2 separate regions of the Mus musculus genome follow, and region 1 is linked to region 2. The links are chromatin contacts, called in public promoter capture Hi-C maps. All regions are on one chromosome and are shown on one strand. The core of a region is the stretch at or near the end of the contact, and the rest is flanking DNA. Distances in the headings are between cores, read along the strand shown.

The links. Capture Hi-C pulls out chosen DNA fragments and counts their contacts.
Region 1: a promoter capture Hi-C map of adipose tissue shows a contact between it and region 2. The contact joins two enhancer-like sites. A contact is called at or near these places in 3 of 39 promoter capture datasets (embryonic stem cells, hematopoietic stem and progenitor cells and macrophages), 2 of 115 datasets of contacts at active chromatin or transcription factors (bone marrow-derived macrophages and memory CD8 T cells) and 3 of 9 other capture datasets (adipose tissue, liver and pancreatic islet).

What each region holds. Positions count from the first base shown.
Region 1 is chr9:96,737,836-96,745,328 of GRCm38.p6, forward strand. All of the region lies in intron 2 of E030011O05Rik (RIKEN cDNA E030011O05 gene), which reads right to left. Among named protein-coding and RNA genes, the nearest start is that of E030011O05Rik, 11 kb to the right of the region's middle. Within about 2 kb of position 2,431, at least 84 of the 459 cell types and tissues checked have an H3K27ac peak or open chromatin away from gene starts, as enhancers often do. A contact at or near this core is called in adipose tissue, where this site is marked.
Region 2 is chr9:96,539,311-96,546,337 of GRCm38.p6, forward strand. Rasa2 (RAS p21 protein activator 2) reads right to left here. Exons shown (of 24, transcript NM_053268.2): 20 at 6,937-7,019; 21 at 6,279-6,487; 22 at 5,478-5,581; 23 at 4,969-5,155; 24 at 1-3,165. The coding sequence ends at 3,135. Among named protein-coding and RNA genes, the nearest start is that of Gm28729, 18 kb to the left of the region's middle. Within about 2 kb of position 5,146, at least 67 of the 459 cell types and tissues checked have an H3K27ac peak or open chromatin away from gene starts, as enhancers often do. A contact at or near this core is called in adipose tissue, where this site is marked.

The sequences.
Region 1 (7,493 bases), core at 1,181-3,680, 200 kb after region 2:
AGTCTGGGTGGTAGCTGTTTCTCAGGATGGATGTCCACCATTTTCTTGTTGTTGTTCCATTTTTATTTTGTTTTTCCCTGAGACCTGGGGCTATCTCCCCAGCCCTTTCCAAATCCTGCATGGCTTTTAGCAGACTTTTTTTTTTCTACTTTATTGTAATGAACTCACAAATAAAAACACCACATAGCTAGATTCAGGCAGCCACTCAAACACTTTTGCAGTCCCAAATGTTATACGCCTCAAGGAAAACTTTCACATAGCTACAATGGCCATTCTGAAGCCAAGGAGTTCCACTTGGGATTTACACTTTCTCTCACAACTACATTTTAATGCACTTTTCCAGCATTAAAAAAAAAAAAAAAAAAAAAAAAGAACTATAATGGAGTTGAATGTAGGAAAACATTTAAGGTATTTAAGTTCTCTTTCATGACTTAGGTCATGAACCTAATTTTTGTGTAAGACCTTAAGACATTTTTCTCAACTAAGTGTTTAAATGTATCATTTTAATGAGTGATGTTCAATAGTTGTTCATTCCTCCTCCTCCTCCTCCTTCTTCTTCCTCTCTCTCTTTCTCTCTCTTTCTCTCTCTCTCTCTCTCTCTCTCTCTCTCTCTCTCTCTCTCTCTCTCTCTCTCTCTCTCTCCCTCTCTCGTCTTCTATGTAGCTCTGGCTGTCCTAGAGATTGCTATTTAGGCCAGAGTGCCCTCAAACTCAGAGACCTGCTTGCTTTTGCCTCCTGGGTGCTAGGATTCAACTGTCCATTTATTTACTCCTAGCTAAAATCCATTTTGTATGTGACCCTAAAAGAACCCACCCCAGCTTGCTTTCGCAGTTGGGTAGACTAAGAGCTAGATTCCAAGCCCCTGCCTCCTGTATCTGTGACAGATTATTCTGATTCGTCGTCAGCAGTTTTGTAAGCCAGTGAGATGGCTCTCCAAGGGGCTTTCTTAGCAACCCTCGCCACCCTGCCTGGGGACGGGAAACGATGACCTCATTCTGTGTAGTGAGGTGGTGAATGGAAGGGGCGCCTGCGTAGTTGGAGTACTAAGAAGCCTTCAGGTCTTAAACAATGGCTTTCTACTTCCAGCCATTAGCGAGTGGGAAAGACTGATGGTAAGAATCAGACAGACAGCCTCGGGGACCACACCCTGGTGAGATGGGAAGGAGACGGTGCACCTCAACCCAACCAGACATCCTCAGATGGAACACCCTCAACTCGTGCCACCTTTCAATGGTCATTGCTATGTCAGCCTTAGCAACTACATGATCTTTGCTCTTGTTTCCCAGTGCATTTGAAGGGTGGTATGTGAAGAACAATATTTAGATGACCTTGAGTCCATGTGGGTCACTGGCATTCCCATACCAGGCCCATTTGACACTATGATCATCTGCCCCTGACCACACATACAGACAGACAAGACGATAGGCTAGTCTAGCTAAGTTTCTTCTAGAGAGAATGGAAATCAGGTAGAAAAAGAAAGGTTGGACTATAAACAAGATTTCCTTGAGTGAATAGCATGTACCTCCTGTGAGAGAACGATGCCTCCCTCGGCTCCTATGGAACTATACCATGTACCTCATGTAAGAGGAGCCTCCCTTCCTATATGTACCTCCCCTCGACAACAGATGTTCCCAGGCTTAACCTAGGAGTGCCTGGTCTTTTCTTTTGTCAGATAAATGAGTCTGTACCTCAGAATCTCAACTGTGTACCTCACTTCAGCCAAGGCAGCTCAACCAACATACCCCCAGTGACCCCATTTTCCTTGGACAGAACAGAAGCACGGTAGGCATTTGGTATATCGAAGTAGCCAAGTAGCTGTCTTTACCTGGGTCTCTGGGCTTGTCTCCTGTGGGGTCTTTGTGTCTCCCCAGGCTCCTGGGGCTTTGCCTCATGCAGTGGAATGGCTCAGTAGAGTCAATGACATTGCTATTGACTCCTAACTCAAGGATGGAACTCGTTCACTAGTTCCCTTACTACTAGGGGCATCTTCCATTTTAGGTAGTGATACTGTCTAGAACTGGAGAGCTTTGGCCCATGTGTGAAGGAATGGCCCTGGGGGTCCCTTCAAAGACCTTTTAAAAGTTCCATCACTCACTCCTCAAAGAAAAACCCGTGTTGACTGAGAAGCAGGGAAACCTACCCTTTCTGGGAGAGGAAATGGAAAATGCAAATGATGGTGGACTGACAGACCACCTCTGCCTCCAGAGAGGACCTCGTCATCTCCACAGACCCTTGGGGCCGGAGTGTGCTTCAGAGAATTGTAAGGCAGGAAGATGGTTTAGAAAATACCATCTGCACTGTCTCAAGTTCAAAGATAGTAAGTACCGCACGCCTAGCAACCCTGGCAGCGGGAGAGAAACACACTCCTTACACTGCAAAGCTCTGCTCTCAGTGATTTCATAGACTGACTCCTTTTAGACCAAATTCCAGACTGTCGCTTGCTTATGAAGCTGCTGCAGATTACACAAAAATGGTCAGATGCCAGACGATGAGCGCTTGTAATGTGTTTCTCGGTTCCTCCCCAAAGCAAGTACGCTTACATCTTTAAAAGGCGCAACTAAAAATAATTTTAAACAAAATCGTAAGTATAGCTTCAAAAGTCCCTAGGTCCAAGTGCCTCTGATACGTGGGTAGTAGCAGACGACCGGGCTTAACTGCTGTAAGTCAAGCAGTCTAAATTTAGTTCGCTGAAGTCACCTTTCTGCTATTTGGTTTGCAAAGAAAAACATCTCATGAGTTAGCATGAACCGCTAAAAATAAGCTGCGAGTTTCATTTTCTGTTGTTCACCATGGCTTCGAAACCAATCGCGGTACAAACCTGACAAAAAGTTATCAGCAACCCAAACTGCCTCTGTCCCTGCCCTGATGACCAACTCACCACCAGGCCTGAAAAAGCTCACACTTTTGTTCTTCTCATGGCCTTGAAATGAAACACACACACACACACACACACACACACACGCACACACATGCACACACACGCGTGCGCGCGCACAAAGACATGGCAAGAAACTAGTTACTGAGGCTAGAAATGGGATGGGGACAGTGGCTTGTATGTGGATGTATCACTTCCGCACAGGATGTCACATACACTTCAGCCCAGCTTGGCCTGAATCTTAAGGGATGCCAGAGACCCTTCTGCAGGACCAGGGAATAAATAAGCCGTGAGTTCCATGATGACAGGTTCTGAGGTGTTGAGTTCAGAGTCCCCTTTGACCTAAATGCCCACATTCTTATGCAATTCCATACTGCAGACCCAGGCAACTCACAGCAAGTTCAGTTTCAAAACCATCTTTTCAGGGCCAAGTCGGGCAAGAAGGTGTTTACCGCAGTTCCTGTGCTTCAAAGGGAAGGCAGCCATCTCGCTGTGGAGCATTCCGCCCTGCTCTTTGCCCAGCCAGCAGCGCTGTGAGAAGCACGCTCTCAGCTAAATGAGATTGAAAGGGAGCGAAGAAGGGTTAATCTCCCTCCATTAGGGAGGGGCCCCTTGCTAGAGGTGAAGAGAATGATCTGCATGAAGTGCAGACCAGACAGAGCACTGGAAACGGAATCACAGAGCAAGGCGAGAAGGATGGTTGGCCCGATTTTCACTGGGTGACTATTTCCTAGCTCTCGGGGTCTTTACCTAGCTTTGACGTTACAGCCTCAGGGAGGAGGAAGAGGGTACGTTCACATTGACTGTAGGAATATCTGAGCTGTCATCCCATAGAGCTGGGATGTCTGGGAGCAGAGGGTGTGGCCACAGCTGCCTGGACATGGAACAGGCCAACCCCACATTAGACACCGACTGGCCAAGTTAGCAATAGGAGAGTTGCTTCTCTGGGATGGGGAATGTCCCCTGCTTCTTTTTTTCATTTTGTAAAACCTTTTAAAAATGTTTATTATTCAAATTTTTTATTATTATTTGTGTGTATGTGCGTGCATGAGCGTACACATATGTGTGTGTATGTGCGCGCGCGTGCGCCCCACCCCCCACAGACACAGACACATATATGCACACACATGACCCAAGAGCTCAGAAGCATGGTGAATCCCTTGAAGCTGAACTTACAGTTGTAAGCTGTCTGATACAGGTGCTGGGACTCAGCTCGAGTCCTCTGCAAGAACAATGCATGCCCCTAAGCACCGAGCTATCTCTCCAGACCCTGTTTTATTTTAAATTATGCATGTGTGTCTGCGTCTGATATGTGTATGTGGAGGGCAGGGGCACTGGATCTCCTGGAGCTGTAGTTATTTGTGTTTGAAAGCAGCTTGATACGGGTCCTGGGAGGCAGACTTTAGCTCTCTGGAAGAAAAGATGCTCGTACCTGCTAAGACATCTCCCCAGCCCCCTGTTTTGAAAACAAAAATTAAGAAATTAAAAAAATAACATTTTCTTTCTTTTTTGGGGCAATGTGTGTGTGTGTGTGTGTGTGTGTGTGTGTGTGTGACAAGAAGTTACAAGAAGAGTATAGGAAGCTGACACACACCTGTGATCCCAGCAGAGGTGGGAGAGTGGGGAACTGAAGTCTAGCCTGGGCTCAGGGTGAGACCCTGTTGCAAGTAAGGAAGTGGGTAGGAAGTGTAGTACTCTAGCAGGATCTTATGAGGTACACAGTTTTCCCACACCCTGGTCTCCACTTGCTGACAGTAGTATTTTCTATTTGAGTAATTCCTGTAGATATATGTATCGGCCCCTTTTGCTCACCTACGATAAAATGGAAAAATTAGGACACTGACTCTGAGTCCAGGGATGGAGTCTATCCGAGTTCTCTGGCTTTTACATGAACTTAGTGTGTTTCAATAGCTCTGTAACATGTTTTCACAGAGAGCATCAACCTGGACACAGATTTGTCCATCGGCACCACTCCCATGGTCTCCTTTAGAGTCACATCACCCGAGTGCTGGAGCCTGGCAGCCTTGGCGCTCACCTTCCTCACTGCCATTTAGTTCCAATTAATGTATAACCCTCTAAATAGGTCTTCTTTTACCCTGTATAAAAAACCTTCTGATCCTTTCAACTTGTCAGCAAAAAAAGGTGTCCTTTCCTCAGACAGTGTTACACACCCTACAGTTGGCTCTCTGTTCCCCTGTTGAAGTTATCTGGCTTTTAGATTTTAGGTGTTATGTGCAAAGCCATGGATATTTACATGCAGACCATTATGTGAATGTACACTTTCATCTTTCTTGTGTAAGTATCCAGGAGAGGATTTGTTGGGAGGTATAGAAAGAAAGTTTTACATTTTAAGAATACTTTCAACTAGCCGGGCGTGGTGGCGCACGCCTTTAATCCCAGCACTCTGGAGGCAGAGGCAGGCAGATTTCTGAGTTCGAGACCAGTCTGGTCTAAAAAGTGAGTACCAGGACAGCTAGGGCTATACAGAGAAACCCTGTCTTTAAAAACAAAACAAAACAAAACAAAACAACAAATAGAATACTATCAACTGTTTCAAAGGATGGCCGCACCATCTTAGATTCCCACCAGCAAGGTACAAGGCCTCCAGTTTCCCAACACGCTGGCCTGTACTCACTGACAGTAGTATTTAGTATTTGAGTAATTCCTGTAGGTATCTAGCAGCTCATTTTGCTCACCTACAATAAAATGGAAATAAAGTTGGGGCTCTTGATCCTGGGTAGGATGGTCCCCAAAAACAAAAACAAAAACATTCCCTGTTCCAGCTTTCCTGGTAACTGTCTACATGGCCATTTATGCTGCCCGACATTTAGGTGGTGAGAAATGACTGGCCTCCTCTGGTTTGCTAAGTAGCTCCTGGCAACAGCAATGGGATGTCCCATTAGGGACTGCTGAACCTCTTTGAGCCAAGGCCCTCTTGGACAAGTGGCACCACTTCTACAGGGCAAGGAAGGTGATACAAATTCATGGGGAAGGGACAGAGTTTTCTTGGGCTAGATCTTTCCTGCAACTATGGCTGTAGACTGGGTAGATGCTGCTCTCATAGTGGAGATGAGGCATGGAGTCAACACAGACAGGTAGAGTCAGGACACCAGCAGTACCTGGCCATTAGAAGACCTACTGAGTACCTTTTGCTTTTTGCTTATGTGAAATTGGAAATCCCGCAGTGGGATGCAGAAACCCCATCTAGATGTCACAGAACCCTGATTTCCCTCTCTCACTGGTTAGGTGCCGAAGTATCAGTCTCATCAATTCCCTAGCCTACGGACCCAGTCCTTTGAGTGACCAAAAGGTCATGTATCAGAAGATGCATCAGTTGAGTAGGCTTTGAAGGAGCAGGAGACATGGCTTAGTGGTTAAGAGCACTGCTCTTGCAGGGGACCTGGGTTTGGTTCCCAGCACCCACATGGTAGCTCACAACCATTGCTAACTCTAGTTTCCAGAGGATCTGACCTGCTCTTCTGGCTTCTGAGGGCAGCAGGTGCATGGTGCACATACATACATGCCAGCAGACACACATACACATAAAATATGAATCTGAAAATTCTTTGTTTGTTTGTTTGTTTGTTTTGGGACAAGGTCTCACTATATAGCTTTGGTTGTCCTAGAACTCAGTATAAAGACCAGGCTGGCCTTAAACTCAGAGAGATACACCTGCCTCTGCCTCTGGCTGGGATTAAAAGTGTGCACCACTACTCCCAGGGCTAAAAAAAAAATTGTTTTGAAGAAAAATTTGCAGGACATCAGGAACGTGAACCTCATATGGAGCAAACACAGCAAGGACATGATTGCCCCAGCCATTCCTGAAATATCAGCCTCCATCAGTTGAACCCCAGACTCGAGGGAGATTGTAAACACCATTAGAATCCGGGCTGATCTGAGCTTGTATCCATAACTTTGGACTAGAAAGCCAAGAATCAAGAGAGTTACCTATGGGACTGAGGCCAGCCATGAAATGGTAGGATTGGTCATGACAGCAGCTTCTCTGGTGTCTCAGCATGGAGACGTGCTATCACTGGGTTTCACCCCTCGCCAGCTGACAGTATGACTATGGGTAGGCACAGAACTACATGGAGGGTTATGGTATTTGAATGTGAACAGGGGGACTGTGGACAGTGGAACAGTCTGTAGAGGCAGAATTTGAAAGGCAAAGGACAGTGGTGCATGCTTTTAATCCCAGCCCTCCGGAGGCAGAGGCATGTTCTACCTGAGCTCTCTGAGGTCAAGGCCAGCCTGGTCTACAGAGCAAGTTCCAGGAAAGCCAGGGCTACACTGATAAACTTGGTCTTGAAACACACACACACACAGAGAGAGAGAGAAGAGAGACGCATAAGTCAGGATGTACCCCCTTGACAGCTGAGTTAGAGAATGAGAGGAAGTGGGGGCTGTCAGATTATCACATGACATATGGGTTGATGGTTTTTGCAGTGTTGTACTGATGCAAGGGACCATTATCTGTTCTCTGAAATGATACAGTTTCCCTGGCTGAGGCAAGGGGCTGCTTCAGGGGTCAGTCTTGTTGGTTCCTTCTGTTAGCTACTAAAAGGTTAGGTATCTTTGGGTCCTATGTTTAGTTCAGTCTCTGCTCCTTAATCTGTGG
Region 2 (7,027 bases), core at 3,896-6,395:
TACTTTATTTGAGTTATTTTCAAATGACAGTTACAAAAGCTTTTAATTTTTATAATACTCTTCATAAGAAAATAAAATTTAAATAAAAATACATTCTCAACAACATAGAGTCACTATATTATGGTCTGATAACTTACACTTACAAACTAGACACCGTACAAACCAGTATTTACTAGCAACATATTAATTCCCAAGTTAAAAATGGAAGCAGATAATATCAACCAAAAATCAGTCATTTTAACTCTAGAATGAGTTTTGCATTTGTCACATAGGTGGGGACACTAGAAAGCACTGCGGAGTCCATCTTTTAGGCTATTCAATAGTACTTAAAGCAATTTAGAAGGTGTGTTCACTTAAAAGGAATGTATTTTCTAAAACCTAGCTTGAATGAACTTTTCCAGTAAAAGAATGCAATTCGGCCTTGGAGACACAGACAAACCCCAGCCATCAGTCACATGATGTTTCTTGTTGGTAAAATAAGAGCCCAGTTTTGATGCTTAGCTATTACCCGTGATATTAAAAACATAGTTCTTTGGTAAGCAAAATAGTTTGATTTGATAAATTATATTCCTGGGAGTAAAAAAAAAAAAAAACCAAACCAAAACCAAAACTTTTGCTGTTGCCCAGTGTCTTACCAGGTGATGATTTAAAAGAAAGCTAAACAACAGATCAGTATAATCTCAATGGATGGATACAGCTCCACTAGGAGTCAGAGCTAGTGAGTGACTGTGCTAAGTTTCCTCCTATCATCTTCTGTTCATATATATATATATACATACACATACATGTGTGTGTGTGTATATATATATACATATACAAAAACCATGTGTGTGTGTGTGTGTGTGTGTGTGTGTGTACGTATATATGTTTTTTTTTTTCAAATGCTCTTTGCAGAAGCAGAGAAAGGAGACCATGGAGGTAAGACTCTAAGTACGCAAGAGCACAGCATAGGAGAAGCCCCGAGAAGGGCCCTGACTGTCCTTGGACTCTGTGGACATAGTTTCTGATTGGAAAAGACTTACTAAAGAAAATTAGTTTTGTATTTCTCTTTTTACACTGTACCAAGCTGGCTAATTAATTCCAGTCAAGCTGGCTGTTTAAAAGGTCATGTGAATAAAAGAACTACAATATTGAGCTCTCAGAGTTACACATGTATACAGCTTTGGCCCCTGTGACCCTATGATCATTAAAAATACTTGCAATTGGAGTTTGATATTAGAAAGACCAGGTGAGCCAGATGTGGTGATACACATTTAATCCCCGCACTCAGGAGCGGAGGCAGGTGGATTTCTATGAGTTCTAGGCCAGCCAGGGACATAGAGTGAAGAAATCATTAGGAAATCATCCTTTTTTGAGGGGTGGGGTGAGGGAGAAAAACCCCTAAACAAAACAACGAACAGATGATCCCAAACCACTCTAGAGTCTTGAACTTCAATGCCCCTGGGTTTTGTCCTTTTTAGGAAGACATTTGAGAGAATCTAAGTAGGCATTTTAATATGAAGTTCATGATAAATTTATTAAATGGCTAATGTTTTTAAAAAACACCTGTAACAGTATAGTTAATTAGATCCATAAGTCTGTCAGATTTGAAGGACTCTTTTAAGCTTCAGTATGGACCAGGAGTCACAGCGTAGCACAATGCAGGCCAGCACTGACTTAAAAGTCATTTGTAAAAAAATCTATTTTCAGTCATGACGTTTATAATGGGACAATTCTCTGTGTTAATGATCTTTAAAATACCTGCTAATGAAGTAAAAATAATTACCCAGCAACAACATAATTGGTAAGTATATTTTGAACTATAGCTTAAGCTCAACGACAGGGGATTGCAGCTAGTGAGACTTCCACCAGTAAGTCACAGTTTTCAACAGGAACATATGGAAATAGACCAAGGTTCAAAGTACCACACTCAGAAAATAGTTTTAATTAAAAAAGACAAGTAAGTACCATAGGTTTTAATACTGATGAAGCCGAGTGTATCACTCCTCCTCAGGGACACTCGCTTCAACTGCTTATTTACAGGTAGGGTTTCTAGGGCCAGAGGAGGGTAAGGAAACACAGGTATCCCAACAGTTGCTGCCCCTGATCCCCTTTGGCTAGCAGGCAATAAGGAAACAGCAATACAATATCAACATTTTCAGGAAAGCACGGTTTGATATTTAAACACTGATCATTCAACTGATCAAAAAAATAGATACTACGGAGTATCCAAACCACAACCTGGAATGTGCCAGATTATTAAAGTGCGCCAAGTGACCGTTCTCTAGTTAGAGCAGGACCTAACACTATGGAGGGTATCCTTACACACCCTTATTATGATGTGGGACAGAAGGCAACATCAGGTGATCTCCTCACTACTCACTCATGCTTCTCTTCTGGTTGGGAAGAGCTGCCCTCAGGAGGAGTGCTAACCTGAATTCTCGGAGAGAGCGAGTCCCTGACAGCTGAACAATGAAGGCCACTTTAGTGGTCCACTGTCTTGGCACCACCCCCCACTCCAATGTAAACATGGTGCACACAGGAGCACACATCCCCTCACAGCTGAGCACCCTCACCTGTGACCAGGAGAGACACCCGCCAGCTTTCAAAGGTGTTCAGATGTCTGTGTCTGTCTCTAACCTGTAATGGCTAACACAACAGAGGAAAAGGGTTTTTTTTTTTCCTTTTTTTTTTTTTTAAAGACAAACGTCCAGATGAACTTAATGGAAAGTTCTGACCGACAAGGAACTCTAGCTCTATAGTAAACTCAATGTTGGCAGCACAGAGGAGGCACTGACGGTGGTGAGTGACACAGGAGTGCTCCAGGTGGAGGTGGGGTCTTGCTGTCAAGTGCTCCCTTGTTACGGAGCTGCTTGGGTCCTCAGGAAGACCCTTCCCATCAGAAGGAAGCTGCAGGGACACGGGGCTGGATGCATGGCTATGGAGGAAATCTTGGGTTTCAAATTCTTTAGTAATACACACATCAGCATCAGGATCCCCAAACAGTTAATTTCAATCATTAAATATTATACATTATGACAGACAGCATGTATCATCAAAGCCGATGTCCATTCTTACATACTATGAACAAAACGGGGTGAACTGAAAAACTTGATGAAAAAGAGTATTTTCCAGTTCTCCATCAGTTGGTCAAACTATGATATTTTTCCAACAATTGGATTTTCCCTACAAAACAATAAAAGAAATACACAAATTAGCAATGTGACATACACAGAACCCACTGAACACTTTTAATTTTCCTTGACTGCTCATGCTGAGTCTTGTTTTATTAATCTGACAAGTCTTATTGATCACTTACTATATTTCAAGTTCTATTCTAGAAGCTAATGGTACAGCACTGAACAAATCAGACACAGCATGCACACAGCTCACATGATGGTACAGGAAGTGTAAGAGGGGGTTTGCTGTTCACTGATGCCTGCCTGCCCTCCCTGGGCTCCCAGGCAAGCACACTAATACCAAGCTACTTTCCCAGCCCAAGCCCGCCCTCCCCCAAGAAAGAAAGAAAATGTGTGTGAAGAACACTGCAGGGGTAGTGGGCAACAGTGCCATCAGCAGCTGAGTGCTTTTTTTTTTTTAAAAGATTTATTTATTTTATATGAGTACACTGTTGTTCTCTTCAGACACACCAGAAGAGGGCATTGGATCCCAATTACAGATGGGTGTGAGCCACCATGTGGTTGCTGGGAATTGAACTCAGAACCCCTGGAAGAACAGTCAGTGCTCTTAACTGCTGAGCCATCTCTCTAGCCCTGAGTTTGTATTTTTTAATAGAGAAAATCAAAGTTGATCAGGGTATGGTATGCATGGATTATAAGGTACAATTTAAGAATGGCCAAGCCTTGGCTAGGAACTTCAAAGGACTTCAGGAAAACTAGATTAACTTTTGTTGGAAGATACTCAATTATACTAAAGAAGAAAATACAGAATTAAGATGTTTACAATACAACCTTCATAATGTGCCAAGCTTTCTACCAAGGAAGAATGTATTTATATCCACAAAATTGATTTTTCTTATTCAGAAATATAAAAGTACCGACCAACATAAGACTATTTAAAATAGTGTAGCAAGGACTTGGAGTCCTCACACTAACACTATCTTTGTGCATTTTAATTTTCTACCTGTAAAGTAGGAATGAAACCATGCTAGGCTGTATGAGCATCAATGACAGGAGCAGACACTGCATTGCCAGCAGACACCGTGAAGGACACTGTTGTTTGCCAGTCCATCTACTGTACTGCCAGCAGGTCCCTGGTCACACTGAGTGCTGCGTGTCAGAGAGTGCTGGAGGGTTACAGCTGACACATTTCTTTCCTCACACTAGGGAGGAAAGAGTCTTTTCTTTTTCTCCCTGTAAACATTATCTTAAAGAAGACAATGGGGCTCTGAGCTACTGTGGCTCCTCTGATGGTGAGAAGAAGAAAGGCGAGATTTAGATGATCCCAGTGACAATGACCGCATCTCAGTGACAGTGCTCAGTGATGCACTAACCCACTGGATTAGCTTGGTCTTCACTGTGGAGACTGAAAACCTCCCTCGAGTCTGCTACGGCTCCTGGGAGGAATCCAGCTGCCGGTGTCCTGAGAGGAACACGTCCCACGGCATGCCAGCTGCTGCTGTCCTTAGCCAGCGCATTCTCTTCATCTGAGATGTAGCACTTGAAACCAACCTTCAAATGCTTCTATGCACTGTTATGGCTTACTTTTTTTTTTTTTTTTTAGTATTTATTATAAATATAACATATTGTGAGAAATATAAAGGAGACAACAAAAAGAAAAAGCTATGAATTATTCAGAGTGAATTACAACTGACCACGACATTCAAAGCAGTGATGACGCTCAGCACTGACAGAAAGGATGGCTGGCCTGCGGCGGCCGACCAGGAGAGGGAGTGGGGGAGGCACGCACGCGCACGCGCACGCGCACGCGCGGGCCCTGATAGGCGGGAGCAGAGCCCAGGAGACTTACTTGCTTCCGTATTTTGCACTACTCGATCTTTTCTTTCTGTATTTCTCATGAGGTTCATCGAGCTTCTCTATGGTGCTTTTGATTTGCTGAATTGTCTTAAAGGTTGCAACAGAATCCTCAATGGTGAACTTAGAATAACCAGGTTCTTTCTGTGGCCCCTGATACACAGCTATAGACCCACAGGTCTCTGTAAGGAACAGTGAAATCTCTGATCAGAAAACTAAATTCCACAAGTGTAATCTGTAGTGTAATTTAAAAAACTTTGAAGTTTTTAAGTGAGTTTCTTTGACAAGAGCACAGGTGACTGTATTATAACAATTTACTGAACAATCACATTTACAAAGAATAATTATTTAATTTCATGAATAGATAAAGATTAATGCCTCCTTTGAGGGTTTGTAAACTTCACTATCAGTAACAGGAAATCTATAAATATTTTTAACTTTTTAAAAAGTCAAAGAAATAACCTAGAAATTAATAATGAAAACTAATGGTTTCATTTTGTTTACCTTCCATTTTCTGCAGCTTAAGTAAACTGAGGGTAAAAATAGAATAAATTCTTTCTGTTTCTCTGTCTTCATCGATATCTATCTGGATGTCTGCAGGGATGCCTCTATGATAAGAAGAAAATTAAAGACATTGGAAAAATTCTTTGTTAACATTAGAAATGAATCAAGACTAAAACTAGAATTAGAATTTTCTAAAAGCGGCTTCAGAAATTAGTTTCCGAGATACTTCAACAGGATCACAAGGTCTGGTTGTTAAGGACTCAAGTCTTGAAAAAGATTTTGAAGTAAAATCATAAAAAATATTTTTAATGTATATGTGTATATCTGTGTGTGTGTGTGCGCATGCGTGCGTGCCTATACATGCCTCTGCAGAGGCTAGAAGACGGTATCTGATCTGTGCTCTGGAGCTGGTGTCACATGGGTTTTGGAACTAAACTTGAGTCTTCTTTCTACAAGAACAACAAGCACTAACTGCTCCCCAGTCCCAATAAACATATATATAACCTATAGTTGTTCACCGAACAATGCATCAATCTAGCCCCTGGGCACCACTAACTTACAGTTGTGTCTATAGAAATTTACTTACTCTCTGTATTTTAATTTTTGTGGTACTAGAATTAAACCAAAGCCCCTGTGTGTGTCAGGTGAGAGAGACACTCTACCACTGGGCAACAACCCAAGCCTTTCTAGACACGGTTTATAGAAATGTCTTCAGCACCGTGCGGCCTCTGTCCAGCTACTTCTACATAGCGTCTGTCATGCTCTCACACCCACGCCCGCATGCAGTCATGAGTTACTCACGCGGTGCACGGCTTGCAGCCTGGTGTGCTTTCACTCGTCTCCTGGCAGCAGAGCCAGTTTCCGTTGAGATACGCTGAGGGGTGGAAAGAGCTGAGCCTGTTGTGGTTGCATCTGCTCACCCTGCACAGGACATCTATCCACTCATTGGCTTCCACACAGTTGTTTGCTTGGATGTACAGCGTTTTCTCTGTATGTATCACTTGGAACATCTTTATTGCAAATTAAAATAAAAAGTTAGAGAAACCTTAAAAACAACATATACTATACAAAAAGAAAAAGCACTTAGGAGACCTGGATTGCTTGGCTAAGAAATGTCTGCTAATGTGTCGGAATGAATTGGTGCAGTAAGCAGGTCAGTACCAAAGATCATCTTAGCCAATGGGGCTAAGCAGAACAATACAGACTGCAGATGCCATACAAGTGCAGAGGAGGCCACTGTCTGCATAAGAACAAAAAGGTAATTTCAGATGCAGGAGAACCTGGGGGAACCACAAGTTAGTGAGGAGATGCTAAGGAACAGAGATGTCATCCTGGGGACTGGAGGGTCCTGCACCAGCTGAGTGGCCTAACTTGGGACATTATTGAGAGACCTGAATGGTAGATACCAAAATTACGTACACCTGATGACTTAAAATGCTTCAATATTTATGCAACTTACATTTTTCTTGTTGAAAGAGCCTTCTTCCAATTTTTCCACAGCAAGAATATTTTTTACTGGAATAGTGTAAATTGCATCTTTGCCTAAATAA